Linked DNA regions of Sus scrofa: region 1 is linked to region 2. Evidence: chromatin contacts called from public HiChIP or PLAC-seq data. All regions are on one chromosome and are shown on one strand. The core of a region is the stretch at or near the end of the contact, and the rest is flanking DNA. Distances in the headings are between cores, read along the strand shown.

The links. HiChIP or PLAC-seq counts read pairs in DNA pulled down with a chosen protein or histone mark.
Region 1: an H3K27ac HiChIP or PLAC-seq map of alveolar macrophages shows a contact between it and region 2. The contact joins two enhancer-like sites. A contact is called at or near these places in 1 of 47 Hi-C or Micro-C datasets (epiblast stem cells) and 1 of 2 datasets of contacts at active chromatin or transcription factors (alveolar macrophages).

The regions. Positions count from the first base shown.
Region 1 is chr14:125,444,705-125,448,502 of Sscrofa11.1, forward strand. ATRNL1 (attractin-like protein 1) reads left to right here. Exons shown (of 29, transcript XM_021074415.1): 4 at 2,474-2,602. Among named protein-coding and RNA genes, the nearest start is that of ATRNL1, 40 kb to the left of the region's middle. Within about 2 kb of position 2,512, at least 1 of the 83 cell types and tissues checked has an H3K27ac peak or open chromatin away from gene starts, as enhancers often do. A contact at or near this core is called in alveolar macrophages, where this site is marked.
Region 2 is chr14:125,302,345-125,305,848 of Sscrofa11.1, forward strand. It overlaps TRUB1 (probable tRNA pseudouridine synthase 1), which reads left to right. Exons shown (of 10, transcript XR_001301213.2): 7 at 368-424; 8 at 1,169-1,378. Among named protein-coding and RNA genes, the nearest start is that of TRUB1, 42 kb to the left of the region's middle. Within about 2 kb of position 1,432, at least 2 of the 83 cell types and tissues checked have an H3K27ac peak or open chromatin away from gene starts, as enhancers often do. A contact at or near this core is called in alveolar macrophages, where this site is marked.

The DNA of each region.
Region 1 (3,798 bases), core at 1,262-3,761, 140 kb after region 2:
TCTCTTTCAGTTTTGTTATATTCGCTTATTTTATTTTTTTGTAATGAAAACATACAGTGTCTTTCTCTGTCTGATTTCACTAAGCATTATACCCTCCAGGTTCATCCATGCTGTTTCAGATGGAACAATTTCATTCTTTTTATGGCTGAGTTATATTTCATTCTGTGTGTGTGTGTGCACGCACGCGTACTTATCTTTATCCATGCATCTCTTGATGGACACTTAGATTTCTACAATATCGTGGCTATTGTGAATAAAACTGCTGAGAACATTGGGGTGCATATATCTTTTTTTTTTGGTGTTTATAGCATCTTTATTCTTTTGTGGTTTTTAAAAAATTTTTAAATTATAGTTGATTTACATTGTTTGGCCAATTTCTGCTGTAGAAATCTTTTTGAATTAGTGTTTTAATTTTCTTTGGATATATGACCAGGAGTAAAATCACTGGATCAGATGGTAGATTTCTTTTAAATTTTTTGCAAAACCTCTGTAATGTTTTCCATAGCAGCTGCAACAATTTATAGTCCTATCAACAAGTGCATGAAGGTTCCATTTTCTCCATTTCTTGCCAACATTTATTATGGTGGCTTTTTGATGATGGCTATTCTGACGGTGTGAGGTGACATGTCATTGTGATTTTGATTTGCATTTCTCTGCTGATTAGTAGTGGTGAGCATCTTTTCATGAGCTTGTTGGCTCTGTGCATGTCTTCTTTGGTAAAATGCCTATTCATGTCCTCTGCCCATTTTTTTTGCTTTTTACGGCCACATCTGTGGCATATTGAGGTTCCCAGGCTAGATGTCGAATTGGAGCTACAGCTGCTCGCTTATGCCATAGCCATTATTAATGCCTGATCTGAGCTGCATTTGCCACCTACACCACAGCTCATGGCAGCACCTTAACCCACTGAGTGAGGCCAGGGATTGAACCTGCTTCCTCATGGATACTAGTTGGGTTCGTTAACTGCTGAGCCATACGGGGACTCCTGCCCATTTTTTAATCAGTTTTTTTTTTTTTTTATGTTGAGGTGTATGAGATCTTTGTATGTTTTGGATATTAACCCTTTATCAGACATATCATTTGCAAATATCTTCTCCCGTTCAGTAGGTTGTCTTTTTGTTTTGTTGATGGTTTCCTTTGCTGTGCAAAAGCTTTTAAGTTTGATTAGGCCCCATTTGTTTATTTTTGCTTTTTGTCTCTCTTATGTGGAGACAGATCCAAAAAAAATTACGCTACGACTTATGTCAAAGAATGTTCTGCTTATATTTTCTTCTAGGACCTTTATGGTTTCTGGTCTTAACATTTAGGGCTTTACTCCGTTTTGAGTTTATATTTTACTTCATTTTATTTTATTTTTTAAGCATGACTTTGAGCCATAGCAGTGACAATGCCAGATCCTTAACCCAGTGTGCTGCAAGGGAGCTCCATGAGTTTATTTCCTTTATGGGCATGTTGCACTCTCATTGTTTTACATATGGTTGTCCAGTTTTCCCAGCGGTACTTACTGAAGAGACTGTCTTTTCTTCATTGTATGTTCTTTCCTCCTTTGACATAGATTACTTGACTACAAGTGTGTTGGTTTATTTCTGGGCTCTCTTTTCTGTTCCACTGATCTGTGTCTAGTACTTACTGTTTTGATTAACTTAGCTTTGTAGTATAGTCTGAAGTCAGGGAGCTTGATACCTGTACTTTTTTTTTTTTTTTTCTCTTCAAGATTGCCTTGGCTGTTGAGGGTCTTTTGTGGTTTCATGCAAAATTTAGGGTTATTTATTCTAGTTCTGTGAAAAATGTAATGGGTATTTTGATGGGTATTGCACTGAATATGTAGATTTCTTTGGGTAGTATGGCTTTTTTTTTTTTTTTTTTGGTCTTTTTAGGTCTATACCTGCGGCGTATGGAGGTTCCCAGGCTAGGAGTCAAATCAGTGCTGTAGCTGCTGGCCTACACCACAGCCACAGCAATGCCAGATCTGAGCTGCATCTACGAGCTACATCTACGAGCTACACCACAGCTCATGACAATGCCAGATCCTTAACCCACTGCATCCTCATGGATACTAGTCAGATTTCTTTCTGCTGAGCCACGACGGGAACTCCAGTGTGACATTTTAACAATATTACTTCTTCCCCAAGGTAGCTTTAAGTGAAGGTTTACATATGACTTAAATAAAAGATCACCCTATAGTATTATGACAGAATGGAATGCAGGAGCAAAGAGAGAAATGGGACATTGCCGTCCAGATGGGGAGAAGAGAAAAAGGAGTGCAGGGGCATGAGAGTAGTTTGTAGTCTTTTGGCAGAGATTGAGCTAATTGGAGAGAATGGCTATGAACACATTTTGGATTTATCCTTCTAGTTGCCCATTCTAATTCAGATACGTAATGATTCTGACAAGGATATTTTGAATAAATTTCATGTGATTAACAGTCATGTGTACATTAATATACACAATGTTCAACTTTGCTCTCTTATAGTGGTTTGATAGTCCCTGAAATAAGGGGAAATGAAACTGTGCCTGAAGTTGTTACAACATCTGGCTATGCATTGTTACATTTTTTTAGTGATGCTGCATATAATCTAACTGGTTTCAACATTTTTTACTCGTAAGTATTTTTCTCAAAAATTTCATACTGTAATGATTCTTATAATTTGACATAAAAGAGGTTATTATTTGTTTTTATAAATATCTTATATACTAGGAGTAGGCTAGTGTTTTAAATTCCAAAATATATAACATTTCTTCCTAAGTGACGTAAAAGTGTCTAAGCTTGTATTAGATAATTTCAAAGTCTCAGAACGCTATGGTAAGAAGTTAATTTGGTTGAAAATTAATTACAAAACCAAAAATTTTTGGCAAACAGTTAAGTAAACAAATACAAATTTAGTGTAACTTTGTGGGGAGTAGCAGATACCTTTCTGTGCTCTAAGCTGTTTTACACCTAATTTGAAGAGCTCAGTTTTCCAGAGCTAAGTTTTCTAGAGACTCTACTGGATGCTTTATATATATTATATTCTTATAGTATATAGTATGGTCTTTAATTCTCTTCACAACAGTTCTGTCAAAAGGGCATTTTTCCCATTTTACACATTAGGAAATTGAGGCTTAGGAGGTGTGTTAAGTGGCTGTATACCACCATATCCTCGAAGACTAGAAAAATAATTGTTAATTAGACTCTATTGTGTCTAACTCTCTATATAAATTTTTATATCTGTTAAGCCCAAGGCTGAAGTGGATTAGCCAGAGATGCCTTCAGGTGCTTTCACAGGACTGGCCACAGAAGAATGCAGGACATTTTATTTTGTTTTCTTCAGGAATGTAGAAAATGATAGAGAGTTTTTTACTAGGAATAAAATATCTTAAATATCCTAAAATCAGCAGTTTGTTATAGGATTTATTCATCTCAAGCATGTATACAAGGGAAAATAAATATATAGTAGAATATAATCAGAGGGCCTTAAAACAAAACTTGATAAATATCTTTTCACTTACAATGTGTAGGTGATAGCGTGCTATTTAAGTATTATATATATAATCAGTTTAAATCTTGGCTTCTCATATTGTTTCAGGTATTCTTGAACTTTTTTTTTTTTTTCCTGAAAATATATATTCAAAGCATTTGGGTGCTTAAGTCTTTACAAAACATTGTTCTCAGAACTGCATAGATCCTGCAGATGTTGAGTGTGTAGTCCTTGGAAGTTTAGTCTTGGTAGCACAGTAAACTCATTGAATGAGCTGAGGCTAATTGCATATGTGTATAGCTGAATCCATTAGGAGTAAAAAGGTACGGAGTAAGAATTG
Region 2 (3,504 bases), core at 182-2,681:
TAAATGAACAAGCTGAACAAATCTGAAAATATTTTTTAAAAATCTGCCGTTCGTGATAGCAAAGCTGAAATTTCTAACTATTTAAAACATATTAAAAGAACAAGGCTGAAGTATTAAAGTGGTATGACTTGCCAGTTAATTTAAAATGTGTTCATGAGTGTCTGCTGCTTGCTTTCTCTACACTCTGACTTTTCAGTCTCACAAACACATATGCTACTGGATGAATAATTTATGTTTTAGCACATAAATATTTTATCACTTGATTGTTTGCATAGTGCATTTTTACATTTGTTTAGGGGCATCATTTCTATGTAAAGTGGATTTCGTAGGAAGTTAGCAATTTACCATGTCACTGTTAACATTCCAGATGTTGAATGTGGAGGAGGTTTTTATATCAGAAGCTTGGTCAGTGACATTGGCAAAGGTAAGCATAAAGATGAATTATGAATTATCATTTAGAGGGTAAGATTCCTTTTTGATGGGAAGAAGGGATTATCTGTTTTCGTATCTTTGAGTACTGGCCTTAGGAACTGTATTTTTGCTGCCTTCAGCCTTAGAAGCATTATAGGTTTATGGCAGACAATTATCAGCATCAGCAGCTGCAGTGAAATGCTTATAATGAGAGAGAGGAGAAAAAGAGGAGCAGAAAATGAAGATGTGAATAATGAATCCAAGGACCAGCATTTTTTTTCAAGTGTAAAAATATTTTGACTCAAAGTAGGGATAAGAAAAAAAAGATTAATCCTTCTAAAAAAGTTATTTTCATTGCTACAGTCAAATTAAAGAAAAACAAACAAACGAAAAAACCTGGAAGCCGTAGTCTTGCAAACAGCCAGGAAGTTGCAGTTCTGGCCCTGCCATTTGCTGGCAGTGGTGACCCTGGACAGGTCACATTGAGTCACCAAAATGAAAATTACTTCATAGAGCTCCGCGTCATGGGTTAAATAAATGTGTGTGAGAGTTCCTTGTAGACTTTAAAGCAGTTTGGTAGGTTAGTTATTAAGTATTATTTTGCAACTTAATTATTTCTTAATCTCAAGGATCTTGGATTATTAGGATTTTACATTTGGGGTAGTTCTGAGATGTTGAAATGAGTTGTCTGTCCTTTGAATAATAATAGAGTAAGAAGTCCTGAATCATTTCTCTTGTGTTCTCTTTTTCCCTTTTGTTGCCGGAGAACTCTCTTCCTGTGCCAGTGTGCTAGAGCTGACCCGGACCAAACAGGGACCGTTTACACTAGAAGAGCATGCCCTTCCCGAGGACAAATGGACGATTGATGACATCGCACAATCTCTTGATCAGTGCGCCTCTCTTCTCCCAGAAGAGCTGGCACTTAAAAAATCAAAACCCGAGGAGTCTAATGAACAAGTTTTGAGCTGTGAGTATATAACTCTAAATGAGACAGAGGAAAACGATGATGTAATTAAGACATTTTAAGACTGGCTTGGGATTGTCATCATTTCCTGGTTGACATTTGAATCCTGTGTGCAGAATGATAAGCTATGTGCAAAAGCCAAACTTCCTTTTTTTTTTTTTTTTTTTTTTGCATGAAGAAAATGTCCATGATTTGTAGTTTTTATGGCATACAATTTATCTTCTGTACATTGTAAGTAGCCTTACAGTCGTTCATTTCTTGTTGTACGATGGACAGTTTTTTTATGGTGTTATTATGTTGGTAGATTGGATTTAGGAAAATCAACTTTCTGATTTTGATATCTATTCAAAACTTTTTTTTTTTTCCACAGTAAGACTGTGAATATCATATTTTTTTTTTTATAATTTTTTTTATTTTCCCACTGTACAGCAAAGGGGTCAGGTTATCCTTACATGTATACATTACAATTACATTTTTTCCCCCATATTCAAAACTTTCATATGAAAAAGGTGACCACATTTTTTAATCAGAGGAGAAAAATGAGCTACATGTTTCTTGGGTGTCACAAAAGTGAATGTAAATTAGAGTTTCTTTGGCTTGCAGGTGGCTCTGGTTATTGAAATTTCTTCACTTATGTTTGAAAAAGCTATTATTTAAACTCGTGTTTTGGAGAGCTTATGATTCTTAAGAACAGTTTTTAATAAGGCTGTACTTATCTTGATAATAGCTGTGTTTATTTAGATCTTGGAAACTAATAAACTTTTTAAATAAATATTTGTAAATGAACAAAATTATTGCTGCTACCGCTGACAGGATGTAAACAGAAGACTAAAGTTTAATTAAATTCACCTGTATCATTAGCACAGGCTAGGTCCTATGGCTTCATGTGTTGGCAGCTCTGAGATATTTTTCTGGTACTTTAATCAATACAATCAACCACCCTTGTACCAATTTACTAAATCTCATTTTAAACAATTAAGCTAAAGAGTGTATCTTCAATCAAAATTTTCTTTTCTCTGTTCTTTAGTATTTATTTATACCTCTTTATAGGGTATTAATCCCTATGACATTGTTTTTTCAATTTGCATTTTCAAGTGATGTTTACAGATGTTGAGATTGCTGCCCTCCATTTCCAGTTAATCTCTTCTGCTATAAATGTCTAAAAACAGTTTTCATTCAGGTAGCCTACTGAAAGTTCCCTATCTCTTTACATAGTTTTTAAACTAGTCACATTACAAAATAGTAAATTTCATATATAATAAGTGCTTCATATTTTTGTTATGGGAAAGCAATATGTTATGCAGCCAGTTTGTAGAAATGTTTAAATTCCACTTCATTATTCAAATAAATACAGTTTCAAAGAGGAAGAATCATTAAAATTTTCATCAAATTAAGAGTTTTTAGATTTTTATGGGTTTTCTTTTAGAGGTGGTTGCTTACAACCTCTAACTTGTAAATTTTAAATATGAAAATTAAAGTAATCTTATTTGTGGTTAACTTAACATAAATTCGATATAAAAAGTTATAGAGGTCCCTGGTGGCTCAGCATGTTCAGAATCTAGTGTTGTCCCTGCTGGGGCTCTGGTTACTGCTGTGGTATGGGTTCTGTCCCTAGCTCAGGAACTTCTGTGGGCCTGGCCAAAACCAAATTTTTTTCATTAAAAAATGCTTCAGTAGACCATTTTCAGCATTTTGGCATCATATTCTAAGAGGAAATATTAAAAGTATTCTTAATATAATACAGAAAATTAGAAGGACAATTGTAAGTATCATGATATGTTAAGTAAAACACCAAAAACACAAAGTTGTAAATTGAAACTTTCACAGTTTTACTTATTTTTATAAGGTGCTCTGCAGTTTGTGTCAACCAGAGGTGGCGGTGGCTCCCTCCTTCTGTTGACATGGCACGGTTACAGGATGTCTTCATATGCCACCAGCCAGGGTCCAAGTAGAGGGATATAAAACAGCCGGAGCATTTCTGCTCTATTTCACAACTTAAAAACTAATGTGGGTTCTCGCTATGATACAGTAGGTTAAGGATCTGGCATCCTTGCCGTGGCGCAGGTTCAATCCCTGGCGCGGTGTGGTGGGTTAAAGAATCTGATGTTGCCACAGCTGTGGCATAGGTC